4 separate regions of the Mus musculus genome follow, and regions 1, 2 and 3 are each linked to region 4. A link is a contact called in public Hi-C, Micro-C and promoter capture Hi-C data. All regions are on one chromosome and are shown on one strand. The core of a region is the stretch at or near the end of the contact, and the rest is flanking DNA. Distances in the headings are between cores, read along the strand shown.

Region 1 (3,430 bases), core at 356-2,855, 2.3 Mb before region 4:
TTTTAATCAGTGTCAGCTTAAGCCATATTGTTTTCATATGGTTGTTTAGTTGGTTATTTTTCTATCAGTCCCAGGGATTCAAATTAGGGCCTCACTATAGCCCCTGCTAAATCATGTTTATGAATGACAATCTGAGTGTCTGAATTTATAGGTTAAATCAATAAAGGACACCACTTTAATGTCCTGTAACGTTTGATATAACTAAGTTCCTGTGCACATTAATAACCGAGTCAACTTTAATTTTATTTGTATTTATTTATTTATATTGATTTGAGACAGGACCTCGTTTAACCAGACTGAGATTAGAGGTACCTGCTGTGGCTGCCTCTGCCCACCTTAGTTTCATTATCAACTAGAAATATTCTTCTTCATAGGAGAAACATGGCATACTTAAACCCTCACATATATTTCCTCACAAAGGAGGTTCTCACTCATAGTCCATAAAGATAACATAGAGTTACAGTACCTACAGAGGGAAAGAATCCTACTTAAGTCAAACTCCAAAATAACTTAGATTTCATTCTGAAGATCAATTTGTATAGTATATTGAGTCGATTAAAATCGAGACACAGATGAACACCGATAAAATCCTGAACTTCTTGGTCACTGGCTACTTGCGGGTGAGTTCAGACCGCTTCTGCAGGGTAACTCTGACCATCATTAGGCAAGAGACTGACCCCTAGTGGTGAGACATAGCATCATCATTCAGCCAACCAGGGCCAAAGTTGTCTGTCCCACTTCCGATCTCCTACAAGCCCAAACCACACTGCTAGGGAGAGACCATTTTAACCCAGGAAATACCTCCTACATAAACGCATGCGTATGCTTTAAAAAAAAATTCTAAATCAACTTTTCTGCAACACATTTGTTCATAGTATCAAACAAAAAATTCCTTAAAATTGCACTTTTCCAACTCCCGTAGAACTTATGTTGCCTCCTCTCAGACTTGCAGGGCCACAGTGGAGCGCCGATTTACACCTCCCCCTCCCCGCCCTCCCCCACACCAGAACCCCGCTGCTGCTGAGAAAAAACAGTTTTCACTCCTCCCTCCCTACACAGCAAAACATGGAACCTGCTAGAGCCGGAGGGATCTTCCACATTCCGCTCCGTGCCGCCGTGCCAGCAACTCTCACCGTAAATGTATCAAATGTATCTGTTTTCCACCTCGGCTGAAAAGCTTGCTTGCTTGTTTGTTTGTTTGTTTGTAGTGGGCAACAGTTAATGTGAACTCAAATTTCACCGTGCTAAGAATAAACGATAGGTGGGGGCTGGAGAGATGGCTCAGCGGTTAAGAGCGCTGACTGCTCTTCGGAAGGTCATGAGTTCAATTCCGGACATGGTGGCTCACAACCATCCATCCGTAACGAGATCTGACGCCCTCTTCTGGAGTGTCTGAAGACAGCTACGGTGTACTTACATATAATAAATAAATCTTAAAAAAAAAAAAAAAAGGTGTATTCAGCCATAAAACTTGGACATCTATGTCAATACTCTATCCCAAGGAGTAAAATGCTCTGTCGAACTTGACCTGGCTACTGTACTCATGCACCCGGTTGCTGTGGCTGCCTGCCGGTAAGACTTGCACAAAAATGAAACCAAATTCCAAAATGAATTGGGGCGCGCGTGCGCGCGGGGGGGGGGGGTTGCCTCAAGGTCCCACTCCTAGGGAAGGACCTACCGGCAGCTGGTGGTTGCTGAGGGAAGGGGGGTCATTTTTTAGCGTAGCTGCTGGTAGTTTGCTCTGTGGTCCTGTGGATGGCTCCAGAGCCCTGTGCACAGGGGCAGCTCTGATTGGCTATGAGTTATGAAGGGGAGGAAGACAAGTAGGGATCTAGCTGCAGCGAGGAGGGGGTCCAGTTAGAGCTGAGATGGAATATGGAGGGTGGATGAACAAAATACATTGTACAAACGCATGGAATTCTCAAATAAAAACAGTATATTTCGGGGGCTGGTGAGATGGCTCAGTGGGTAAGAGCACCCGACAGCTCTTCCGAAGGTCAGGAGTTCAAATCCCAGCAACCACATGGTGGCTTACAACCATCGGATCACAAGATCTGACTCCCTCTTCTGGAGTGTCTGAAGACAGCTACAGTGTACTTACATATAATAAATATTTAAAAAAAAAAAAAAACCAGTATATTCTAAAACCTCCCAATCAATGCACGAACTAAACTTTTAAGCTTAAAATAAGGAAAGTTTAGAAAAACATCAAGGTTGACACAAAAACATAAGGGTTGCTTCTCAGCCGTGTATGTGTGAAGCGATGGGCCCAATCTTCAACAATATGAGCAAAAATCAAACCATACAGTAAAACTGAGTCAGACCATTCACAAATACAGCTCCTGCGGTACACGGGAACATCTGTGTTAGGGAAAACCTTAGTGATAAGAAAAGAAAAAAAAAAAAAAAGGTTGCTTACATTTTCTCCAGGGGCTACTTGGGCAAGCTCTAGGCCAATGAGAAACCCTAGCTTAACAACAAAAATAACAAAAGAAAAAGATGGACCCGAGGATCACTTGAGACTGTCTGAGGCCTGTGTACCACAAGCACACCCAAAATTCCAAAGTTACGTTTTTGCAATATATATTTTATTCTTAAGTATTAATATAAAGTCAGAGAACTACTCACAAAGTTCTTACGAAAAATTTCAAACTTTTATTCATGAGGAGACAATGATGCTTGGCACTTGTGTGGTGGTCAAAGGACAACTTCCAGGAGTGGCTTCCCGACTTCCACCATGTGGATCCCAGGGGTTCCACTTTCGTTGTGAGGACTGTTGACAAGGGCCCGCACTACTGAACCATCTCACCCCTAAGTAACTCCAAGACAAGGCCTTCTATCATAAGTTGATCTGGAATTCTGAATACAGCCAAGGAGACTCTTGAACTCCTGATCCTCTGGTCTCCCAGGTTAGCACTTGGGATTTCGTGTTTGCCACCGTGCCCAGCTTGCGATAAGTTTTAGATTCTAGTACTAAAAACCCAGCGCCTTCCTTTTTTATTTTAAACTACTTTAGAGAACACTCTGCAGATAAAACACGCCATATGCTGAAATTAGCCAGACCCACACCATGCCACTCAAATGAACTTCTATATTTAGAACAGCCATTTGGAACAGAAACAGTGGTGCTTTAAGCTGGATTTTGTTCACTATCGAGTATATTTGTATTTGCCAAAAAAATGAAAAAAAAAAAAAAACATGGCAAGATTAAGAACTAGAAAAGCAGCCGGGTGGTGGTGGTGGCGCATGCCTTTAATCCCAGCACTTGGGAGGCAGAGGCAGGCAGATTTCTGAGTTCGAGGCCAGCGTGGTCTACAGAGTAAGTTCCAGGACAGCCAGGGCTACACAGAGAAACCCTGTCTCGAAAAACCAAAAAAAAAAAAAAAAAAAAAAAAAAGAACTAAAAAAGCAAGAAAATTTTAACCCTTCT
Region 2 (3,805 bases), core at 478-2,977, 2.1 Mb before region 4:
AGACCCAACCCAGGCCCTGGAGCATGTCAGGCAAATGCTCTACTGCTGAGCCACACCGGAAGCCTGGGCCTGTTTTTCTGCTGAGTATAACTTAGAAGGGATTTGAGCCATTGGAAAAAGTGCTAACACATTTGATACAAAACTGCCTGACTGGAGGCAACCTAACCCTGTTTGTTTGTTCTCTCTCTCTCTCTCTCTCTCTCTCTCTCTCTCTCTCTCTCTCTCTCTCTCTCTCTCTCTCTGTGTGTGTGTGTGTGTGTGTGTGTGTGTGTGTGTGTGTGAAAAAAGCTGAGCCAGCATCCACTCAATCTATTTAACATACACGTGTGCCGTGTGCCTTCTTGTGTGTGTTAGAGGGAGGCGGGGCAGAAACTGTGACCTTTCTGATCAGTCTGATGAGGCAGTATTCACATCCAATTTATGAAACATAATTATATATGATATAGAATCTGAAACTAGAATCACCTGTGGTGACTAACCTTCTGGGGGAAAAAAAAGGTAGTGTTGCAACTTTTAAAGGGAAATATCAAACAATTGCAAAACTAGACAGAGAAAGGACTTGCATTCCTAAAATCCCTCTTTGACTGTCAATCTCTCATAGCCCAGTGTGCTCCAGACCCCCAAAATGAAACAAATCCTCAGTTTACATTTTAACTTCAGTCAGTTATTCTAAAAGATCAGTTTTTTAAGTAATCTAATTATGGAGCCAGCCAAAATGGCACAGGGGCTAAGGACTCTTGCCAGAAGTCAGAATACCTGAGATGCAACTACTGACACACGAGGAGACTATTCCTGAAAGCTGTCCTCTTTTACGTGTGTGCACACAGGAAGACAGAACACAGACAGACACACAGAGAGAAATGTTTTAAAATGGTAAAATGTAATTATGATACCCTTTCAAAAACTAAAAATATTTCCTCAAAATCCAGAACATTCCAAAACCAGGGCACAGTCAAGTTCCACAAGTTTTGCTGTTAGGGCTCTCATTTTACTTGGCATTCTCATAGGAGGTAACCTGTTAACTTAAAAACTTGACTCACAAGGAAATGCTAGGTATAGGTCATGCCAATATGTGCTAGCATACATTCATAAATATAAAGCACCACTTTTCGCGTGTCCTCTGTCACTGTGGGCATGATCTACCTCTGGGATCTAAGGAACAACGCCCTAATCAGATCATTTGCACAAGTTGGAGACGAAGGGGAACAGGGACATGGTGGAGGGTTGCCACCGTTTGGCCACCACCGCAGAAGGAGAGAAGTTGCTTAAGCCTCGCTCCCCAGGGCGGGTCCCCGAGCCAGCCGCCCCGCTCCAGTACCAACCGCCCTTGCAGAGCAGCAGTGACCCGGTGCGCCCGGGCAGGGTTCAACCGCCCTGCAAGTGCCCGCAAGTGCCGGGAAGTCCGCGAGGAACGCCACACACCCACCTCACCTCTCTGCCTGCTGCAGAAGGCTGGGAGCCGCCCCGGGGGAACCGGGCGCCCGTGGGACACTGCCCTCGTCCGCCACAGACGTCGGCGGTGGCTTCCCGCTCCGCACCGCAGCGTCACCCCGAGTCCTAGGAAGGGAAGCCTCGTCGCGACGCGACCGGCCAGTGGCCTCCACGAGTCGTGCGCTCACCTCAGCTGGCACTCCTCAGTCCCTGGCGTAGCGTGAGTAGCCAAAAGCCACCAACCTCCGTAACTGCCTGAGCGGCAGGTCCGCGCGTCGCTCACCTCCGCTCGCCCCGCCCACCCACGCCCCGCCCGCCCCAGGTGAGTCCCCTCGAGGGGCGGGGCCACGCGAGGCTCACCTCCGCTCGCCCCGCCCCGCCTCCTGTCTTTGGTTACTGCGGGAGTAATCCGGATGCTCTTCTTTTCTTTCAGTAGTCAGGCCCAGACTGCTCAGGGTAAGGTGCGTGACTCCACACTGTGGTCTTCCATCTAGCTCATACTGGAAAAAACAGCTTGCATGCGGGCACTTCCGAGTTGACAGTGCGTAGGACGCCCCCTGCGGGTTGGGCGACAAGAGGCGACCGAGTTGACCGACTGAGTAGGCAGAAGATTGCAGGAGTTGCAGGGTGAGGGGAAACTCTTTCCTAGTGTGTCAGGCTTTGAGGATCTAATCCCAGTTTGAAATGCTCCTAACTGCCGTTGTGTCACCCACCACCTCTTGCTCTGTAGCTAGTTTCTCAAGTTTACCTTTCAGTCTGCAGACGAATATGCTCCCAAGACCACAAGACTTGAGCCACTAAGCAGTTACCTTAGTGCACTATAAATTCTGATTTTTCAAAATTAAAGTCTGCGATAACATATATTGCATTTCTTTCTTTGCCGGCCTGTATTAACTCAGCAAATATTTGTTGAGAGCCTATGGCCTGTTAGTTATTTAAACATTTAGCACATGGCAAGCTTGCTTGTTTCCCACTGCTCTCTAAGGGGATCCATGAGTGGAATTGTAGTCTAGGCCTTTCCACCTCCCGCTGGGGCTGAACTGACCTTGCCAGGAACTCAGAAATGGCCTGACAGGGCAGTAAAGGTACCCTGGCTGTTAAATATGGGCTGTAAGGGGAACTGGGGTGTGCCCATCTCCCAGCTCAGAGGAAACATCCTGGAAGAAAGGAGAAATGATGAAATCCAGTGAGGTTGTGAGGTGCTTCAGCCCAGAGCTCCCCAGGGGCAGAGATGGAAGATTGCCAGAAATGGCTGGGGGAATCCCTTTTGTGGAGAAGGAGGGAAGGAACAATAGTAGGTATGCAGTTAGTTCATGGGTCTAAAAAAAACAGCAGCCACCATCTCTGGAGTGTGAACATCAAACAGAGCCAGCCATACATCTCTCTAAACTAACTAACTGTACAACAACCTTGCCTGCTAGGCTTGACAGAGCAGGCAGTGCCATCCTTCGGTGGAGTGGTGCCTTGCTAGAAGAGGGCTGGAGCGGTAGCTCCTAGGAGCCAGCCTACACTCTCCCAGTGCCTTTCTCAATGGTCCAGGAGGCTGAGCCCACTCTCTTCTTCCATCCCCAAATGTATTATTAATAGCTGTCCCGAGACCTTTCCCATCTAGAGGTGTTGGGACGACTACATACCAGATTCCAGGAGGCTCCTGTCTGGAGAGCTGTTGGCGAGATTTTGGCAGACCCATTGCGTCTCAGTTTCTCCTCTTCTGTAATAATGGAACTGAAGGTGAGCCCAAGGCCTCTTCTGTCTCCCTTTTGACAGAATTCATTCAGAAAAGTGCTATGATGGCTAACCTGCCCTCCAACTTGATTGGTTTGGAGTCACCATGGAAACACACTTCTGGATGTATCTGGGAGGCCATTTCCTGAGAAGTTCATGTAGGTGAGAAACCCATCTTGAATGTCGGCAGCACCGTCCTTGCAGACCAGGGTCTTGGATCAAATGAAAGGGAGAAATGGAGCTGAGCTTCTGTCTCTCTGTTACCTGACAGCAGCTGGCCCCTCTCCCGTCACCTGCCTTGGCAGCCACTGTAGCCTGAAGAAGCCCTTCCTGCCTGAAGTTGCTTTTGTGAGGTTCTTTGTCACGGGAATAAAGACATGAACTGAGGTAGGAATCCAGAGCTTCTGGAAACCCACATCAGAGGTTTTCATCCCAATTCTCCTACCTCTAAATTGTCAGATGTCTACCAGAGACACATACTGTCTCAATAATTCCTCACTTTAACTTCTTGGAAAGTCCTATTCTTCTTCAGGGAGGTAATTTACCAAGCTAAAGTGTAGCAGATGCAGCTGCTGGGGAGATGCAGCAGGAAAGTCCTGGGAAGCCTGGCACTCTTGCTGAGGACCTCCTCCTCTCTCTCTAGTTTCCT
Region 3 (3,365 bases), core at 140-2,639, 2.3 Mb before region 4:
AAGTCATCCAACTGGCTACAGGTTTCAAAACTGTTTCCAAAAACTTTCCCATGACACCCAAAGATGCTCCCTCCCAAACTCCCTCACCCTGGGTTTCCAAGGCTGCCCGACATTCCCGACCCCACCACCACCACCACCACGACCACCCCACCCCACCCCACTCTGTGACCCTAGGCATTGAGTGTGTCTCCCTGGTGGAGTTTCCTCCCCGCAGGGTACTTGTTCTTCCCAATAGCTAGCAGCCTGCTGAGCAGAACTGGAGAAGGGTGTCACCCTGGCAGAGAGAGGGTGGGAAGCACAGTCACTGCAGGAATCCCAGGGGCAAACGGTAGGTAAAGATGGTGACAAGTCAGATAAGCAGGCCCTGAACTGAGAGAACCAACTGAGACTCACTAATCCGGGCAGTCCAGAGACTCCTCGAATGTGAACGGAACCTCATCCGGGTGACTCCGGAGTGCCATGCAGTCTAAGAAGCTCAGCTCAGCCTACACCTATTTGAAATTGCCCTTTGTTCTCTTCTCCTCGGGCCTATAGACAGCTCTAATCGGAAGCCCACTGGAGATGGCACAGTGGGGGTGGGGGGAGGACTGGAGTGTCTCTTTGGTCGATTAGCTTGGGTACCTGGGATGATGAAATCATGGGGAATTAACAATAGTGTATATGATTTCCCACCATGTGTATATGATTTGATTCATGAAATTCTCAAAGCCATTGATTGACCAGTGTTACCTTTATCATCTCATGTTCAGATAAAGAAACTGAGGCTGACAGGTGGCTCTTTAGGACTAATTCTCCTACAGGGTTGGATTGGAGATGTCAAAAATGTATCATCCAGAGGTCTCTGAGTCTCCAAACTTCTGAGAGCCCTGTCTAAAATCCCCAATTCTAGCCCAACCTGCCTCTGGAAGCTGCTTGCAAACTTGGAGTCCTTACCTGGAAGGATGAGGATGTCCACCAGGGGTTTGCAGTGGTAGAGACCAGTGGCCATGACGCAGTCAGCCCACAGGCCCTTGGAGCCCAGTTCGTCCATTTTTCGGCAGGTGGGGATGGTGTAGCTGCAGGTCACCACCCAGTCATTGGTGGACGTTGTGACGATGATGCCAATCCAACCCACGAAGCTCGTGACGAAACCCACCACCTGAAGGCAAGTGGCTACCATGGTGGCCGCAGCGACGTCCACGCAGCTCGACTCACACGGATTGTGCCCCCTGTGTCGTCCTGGACAGAGCCTTCCCTAGGCTTGCCCTCTTGGCCCTCGCGAGCCGCTGGCTCCGGGCTACTCGAGATGGGGAGAGAGCGGCTGCAAGCACTGCTGCGACAGCGTGCAGCGGGGACAGGTGCGCCTGGAGGGGACTGCAGCGCTGCTGGGCAGCGCGTCCCCGCCCCCTCTTTAAACTCCGGGGCCCGGGCTGGCAAGCGCCAATCCGCGACAGCCCCCGAGACGAGCCGGCCAATCGCAAGCCAGGCTTCGGTGCGGGTGTAGAAGGGAGCAGGGGCTGAGGAGGGGCAGCAGGCTGCCCCACGGCTGGTGACACACGGTCAGCGCTGGGAATTAAATTAATCCCATCCCGATAGGGACCCGCAGAGTGAAGGGGGCGCGTCCAGCTCCTGTTGGGTTTGTTAAGCGTAGTCTCACTCCTAGAGAAGTAGTCTCTCTCTCTCTCTCTCTATGTCTCCCTCCTAAACTTCTACCAACTCTCCGACCGCTCCCTCTTCTCTGCTGTGGACACTTCCAAGGGCACCTAGTACATTTTCCTATGCCCCTAAGGAACAGAGGGGACACATTCAGCACTCCGATGTTGCCATAAGAAAAGACCGGGGAGAGGGCTTAGATAGCTTAGTAAGTGAGGGCCCTTACTGCGCTGGCACACGAGAGAGCCTCAATCCCAATGCCCAGCACCCAGTACAAAGCCTGCCATGGTGCTTACTAAGTCCGTAACCCGGTGCTGTTAGACTGATACGGAAGGACCTCTGAGTTTGCTAGCTGCCATTCTAGAGCCAGGTTCAGTGCCATTCTGTGGCTCGAGGAAATAAGGTAGATGGGGATAGAGCAGGACACGGGACATCCTCCTAGTGCACACGTGTGTACACAGACACACACCCCACACACACCGCCACACATAAACACACACATACACACTTCGCAAGAAACAAATAACACAATAAAGATGGTGCCAGCAGAATTAACTCTGGTCACAATAATGGTGACGATTACTCACTGTTATTAATACTTGATAAGTGCATGTGTTCTTATACCACAGCTTACTGAATTGTCCACACTTTGCAGTGGGGACAACTGTCAATTCTACACAGAAGAAACAGCCCCCCAAAGGACAAGCTCCTGAAGTTCACACAGCTAGGAAGGAGACTCCGTGGGCCCCGCTCATTCCTGTCCCTGACCTTTCCTGAGAATCCATCCTGGTTATCACTTTCTGAATGTTCCTAAAGGGCTTGGTGTTCCATTTGTGATACATTAAAAGCCAGGCATTCTGCCCAGATCACTGTAAATAAGTTAGCTTCTGTTCTCCACCGAGAAAACCGATAGCCCAGATTGAGTGGGAAGCAGAAGCTATCAGCAAAGGCTACCAGGCAGCCCCCTTCTCTACACGCATTCAGATAAGGCTCATTCTGTGCCCTTGGGCGGAGGGAGGCACTGGGGATGAACCCACGGACTTGAGCAAGCCAGACAATGCTCTACCATTGAGCTACAGCTTCGGACTTGTGCAATTTTAAGTCAAGAAAAGGATTGCTTATCTTACTGTATGGCTTGATCTAGTCACCTGGGCCTCTTCCCCCTCTCCTCTTATTCTATTTAAAATGGTGGCAGATTTCAGCAAATGGACATTTTGCTCATCATCCTGTTGAGCTTGCTGCAGTTATCCCCATGATGGATGGGGTCATACATGCCACCAACTCTTCAAGCCAAGACTGCCCTTGATCAAGGAGACTAGTGGGATATCTATGTGGCTGGTGGGTTGGTCTTGGAGTGGGCTGTCTCTCAGTCTATGTGACTGGTGGGTTGGCCTTGCACTGGGCTGGCTCAGCCTATGTGACTGGTGGGTTGGTCTTGGAGTGAGAATGGCAAACACTTTATTACTGTTACTGTGGCCTATGGGGGATAACTCCTGCAATGTGTTTGACGCAGGCCTGGTGCTGTTGATTGACAAGTTAGTCGCTATTTGAGCTACCCAGACCAGCCTGCATAGTCCAAGGCCTGGCTCCACTACTACTGCCTACGGGATCAAAACATTTCACATTGCTTTTTAAAAGAATAAGTATGTTTGTATCCGACCCCTGAGAATTCCGTGTGTCTTTTACTACATTATTTACCTACTTTGTGTGCATATGTGTGCATGGCACACGCA
Region 4 (3,462 bases), core at 176-2,675:
ACAGACTAACAGCCATTTTCGCAGACTAATGCCTACGAGACATCCCACCACAACGTAAAAACAGAAGAACAGACCTTTTGGAGAACTGTTTCTCAGAAACAACTGTGATTTTATTCTTCAGGCGTTCAATGTGAACAACATTGCCAAGATTTCCAGTTTTTCCATTGACTTTAACCTTCTCCCGTAGAAACTGTTCCTATTTTCAAACAGAAAGAATGCAAAACTAGGGAAGGAAACCCTAGATGGTCACTAGGGAAGGTACCCTAGGAGCACAGCTTAGGTTAATATCAAGTACTACATTTAAATGCCAACAACTATGCAATCACAGTAAGACACTTACAAAATTTCCAGAGTCAAAAATTCCATCTTCTACTGGATGAGTAAGGTCCAAATGAAACCTCCAGGTGGACTTCTTAGGCTTCTTGTCTTTCTGCTAGACATAATTATGATGCCATTAAAGCAGTTTATTCAGCTTAGACACTGAATTCCCAAGAAAAAAATTACCAACTCAGCATACATCTGGTATAATGGGTTATACACAGACTTGACCAACACCTGAAGGAGCCTGTGCTCTATGTAAAGGTTACTCATTAGCTTGGTTTAAACCAATGTTTCAATTCCCATGAAACGTCATCATTTCCAGTTAAGTACCTTCCAAGTGTAAGCTTATTTTAGTAGAGAAATCTTGCTTGATTATGAAGAACTGCTTCCTACTGTAACTGATGTTATTTCCAATTTCAAATTAAAACACCCACCTGGGTGCTTTTCAAGTTTTATCTGAACTTAAAACACCATTTTTAGGGTAATGGGTCTCTTTATGCTTTATTGTAATTGGTCCAAACAGAGTCACCTAAATGGCTACCAATTAATAATACCTTCACCACCCTCCAATTATCGCAAACCCGGAACTGGCATTTGAGTGAATGACGGGGTGGACTCGCTCACTGCCGTGCAGTGAACAGGCAGTCCCGATGGGGCCATCAGACGTCACTCAGTTTTGAATCCTTACTCAGCAACCTTATTTTTAACAATTTTGGTTATAGTGACTTTCCAAATGTTTAAACCACGCTCTTCAAACTGCTAACGTCATTGCAACCGCGGACCTGGCCACTTAGGCTCTCTTCCGTTGACAGGGTGACCACAGGCCATGGAGAAACCCAGAGGCCCAGAGACCGACCGCGCCCGCCGATACTAAGCTAGTCGCGGGCCCGGCTCCCGCCGCGCAGGCCGCACGGCACTCACGGACGGCTCCGCAACCCGGATTCTATCGTCCCAGTCGAGCCGCCAGGCCGACTCTCTTCCCACCGCCTTCTCTCCTGCGGCGCTCCCGCTCGCTAGACGCAATAGCTACCTGTAATACCCGAGCCCCGCACACGCGCGCGCACTCACCGGCGCCATGTTGAGCTGCAGCCGTGGGAAGAGAACGGGCTTGCGCCGCACGCACGCTTTTATATAAAAACGTGCTGCGTCATACGCAGAGCGTGCGAAATACGCAACTCGGAACCGGATATGCACGGAGTGCTTGGCAGTCACCTAGGAAACGGAGGCGTGGCGTTGGGGGGCGGGGATGCCCTGGCGTTTGGTTTCCGCCTGCGTCTTCGAGTGGGAAGCCGGAGCCGACTGATTCTCTGCTCTGGCTGTGGACTTTGCAAACTTACAAACCAGAGTGGAGTAAGTTCAAGGGATGCAGGAGTTATCTGTTATAATTCAGGGCAAGGCAGACTCTCAATGTTGCTTTATGATCGTCTCTATTATGTTGCGATTATAGTCCTCCAGAGAAAAAGTTCTATGCTTTGCCTAGCTTTTAAGGTAGAGGATGTCCTTCTGAGAAGAACAAGTTGAGTACACTTTGGGTTTATTGGATAGGCATAATTTATTGTACTTTCTACTTACTGACTCACAATCTGCTGAAACCTAACTATCAATGTTTACAAAGTACACTAGGATGGACGTACCTTGATGACAGAAAGTAAAAAAGCATTTGAATTTTGAGCGGTTGTAATTGACGCCAGGTCAGAAAAGTGGTGAGGCTGTTGGTGTTCAGTAGTATACGTTTCTGTTAGTGTGAAACTCTAGTATTTAGGGACAGGAGATGGGATGGACTTTAGTTGTTGATTTGGAAAAGGCCCTAGAATGTAAGAGTTGTGTTCTATCCAAGCGATCGGTAATAGGCGTTAATACAGTGTAGGGTATGGTGCTAGTGGTGCTGAGGTTTTAGAAGAAATCAATTTCATTAAATTTTAAAATCTTTTTGCCTTAAGAATCACAAAAACTTTTCGTTCCAAATGTTCAGGCAGGGGCCAGGGTTGACATTTCTTCCTAAAGGGCTTCCTGTTCTGCAGATCAAAATGATCATTAGATATTTTGAAAATAGGCCATTAATTGACATTTAAAATTTTTGTTTTGCTTATCTTTGGCAACTTTCTGTGTCATAACAATAACCACTTAAGCCAATTATTTAAAGGAGATGAGAGACTCCCAGGACTCAAAGGGAGGAACCTTAGATGAAACACCCTACAGTAGGGAGAGGAACTTTTAGAGCCCACCTCCAGCAGGAATACAGGACAACAAGTGAGGGATGGGGTTGCCATCCCACAGTCACACCTCTGACCCATAATTGTTCCTGTCTGAAAGAATTACCTGGATGGAAATGGAGAGGAGCCTGAGGAAAAGAAGGTCCAGCTACAGACCCAAAGTGGGATCCAGCTCAAGGGGAGGCCCCAGGGCTATTACTGAGGGAGGCTATGTATAGAGTGTTCACAAAAAGGATCCTATCATGACTGCCCTCCAAAAGACCCAACAAGCAGCTGAAAGAGTCAGATGCAGATATTTGAACCCAACCAATGGACAGAAGCAGCTGAACCCTGTTGAATTAGGGAAGGCTGAAAGAAGCTGAGAAGAGGGTCTGTTCTACAGTAGGAGGCCCAGCAGTCTCAATCTGGACCCTCAAGATCTCTCAAACACTGGACCACCAACCAGGCAGCATATACCAGCTGATATAGGCCCCCAACACACATACAGTAGAGGACTTCCCAGTCTGTGTTCATTCAGAGATGATGCCTCTAACCCCCAACAGGCTGGAGACCCCAGGGAGTTTAGAGGTCGGGGTGGGGGTGGGGGTGGGGGGGCGTGGGGACATCCACGTAGAGACGGGGCCGGGTGGGGAGGAGATGTGGGATGTGGAGCAGATGGAGGGTGGATGGAGGGCAAGAAATGGAATATGGAGTGTAAAAAAATTAAAAATTAAATTTTAAAAAATAGACGAGTAAAATGAAAAAAATTAAAAGTGATTCTAAGTAACTGGTCATCCCCCAAATACTAAATTAGAAACCATAATGGGTGAAAATGATTAAACTTTTTTCTCTGGATTAAAAAAAATATTAACCAGATAGCAAGAATTAATGTTGTCAATAGTTCTTTCTAAGCCCTGGATTTCCTACAGAGTGCATCATGACATATACG

What was found. Promoter capture Hi-C pulls out the DNA fragments that hold promoters and counts their contacts. A called contact is a pair of places that touch in the nucleus more often than the background predicts.
Region 1: a contact with region 4 is called in a Hi-C map of uterus, with 9 times the contacts expected there. The contact joins the enhancer-like site here to the promoter of Rpl22l1 in region 4. A contact is called at or near these places in 2 of 39 promoter capture datasets (both in liver), 1 of 484 Hi-C or Micro-C datasets (uterus) and 2 of 9 other capture datasets (adipose tissue and liver).
Region 2: a promoter capture Hi-C map of liver shows a contact between it and region 4, with 2.8 times the contacts expected there. The contact joins the promoter of Gpr160 here to the promoter of Rpl22l1 in region 4. A contact is called at or near these places in 1 of 39 promoter capture datasets (liver) and 2 of 9 other capture datasets (adipose tissue and liver).
Region 3: a Micro-C map of muscle stem cells shows a contact between it and region 4, with 12 times the contacts expected there. The contact joins the promoter of Cldn11 here to the promoter of Rpl22l1 in region 4. A contact is called at or near these places in 2 of 39 promoter capture datasets (liver and pre-B cells), 6 of 484 Hi-C or Micro-C datasets (the STO cell line, cumulus cells, female germline stem cells and 3 more), 1 of 115 datasets of contacts at active chromatin or transcription factors (astrocytes) and 1 of 9 other capture datasets (adipose tissue).

Annotation. Positions count from the first base shown.
Region 1 is chr3:31,054,731-31,058,160 of GRCm38.p6, reverse strand. No RefSeq gene overlaps it. Among named protein-coding and RNA genes, the nearest start is that of Gm33641, 3.1 kb to the left of the region's middle. Within about 2 kb of position 1,605, at least 156 of the 459 cell types and tissues checked have an H3K27ac peak or open chromatin away from gene starts, as enhancers often do. A contact at or near this core is called in adipose tissue, liver and uterus, where this site is marked.
Region 2 is chr3:30,853,872-30,857,676 of GRCm38.p6, reverse strand. Gpr160 (G protein-coupled receptor 160) reads right to left here and starts at 1,727. Exons shown (of 4, transcript NM_001134385.2): 1 at 1,432-1,727. Gm42199 (a long non-coding RNA gene) reads left to right here and starts at 1,868. Exons shown (of 3, transcript XR_880730.3): 1 at 1,868-2,058; 2 at 3,199-3,543.
Region 3 is chr3:31,147,944-31,151,308 of GRCm38.p6, reverse strand. Cldn11 (claudin 11) reads right to left here and starts at 1,389. Exons shown (of 3, transcript NM_008770.3): 1 at 934-1,389. The coding sequence starts at 1,159.
Region 4 is chr3:28,803,471-28,806,932 of GRCm38.p6, reverse strand. It overlaps Rpl22l1 (ribosomal protein L22 like 1), which reads right to left and starts at 1,425. Exons shown (of 4, transcript NM_001347226.2): 1 at 1,390-1,425; 2 at 341-430; 3 at 75-196. The coding sequence starts at 1,398. It overlaps Gm32950 (predicted gene, 32950), which reads left to right and starts at 1,582. Exons shown (of 3, transcript NR_166194.1): 1 at 1,582-1,671.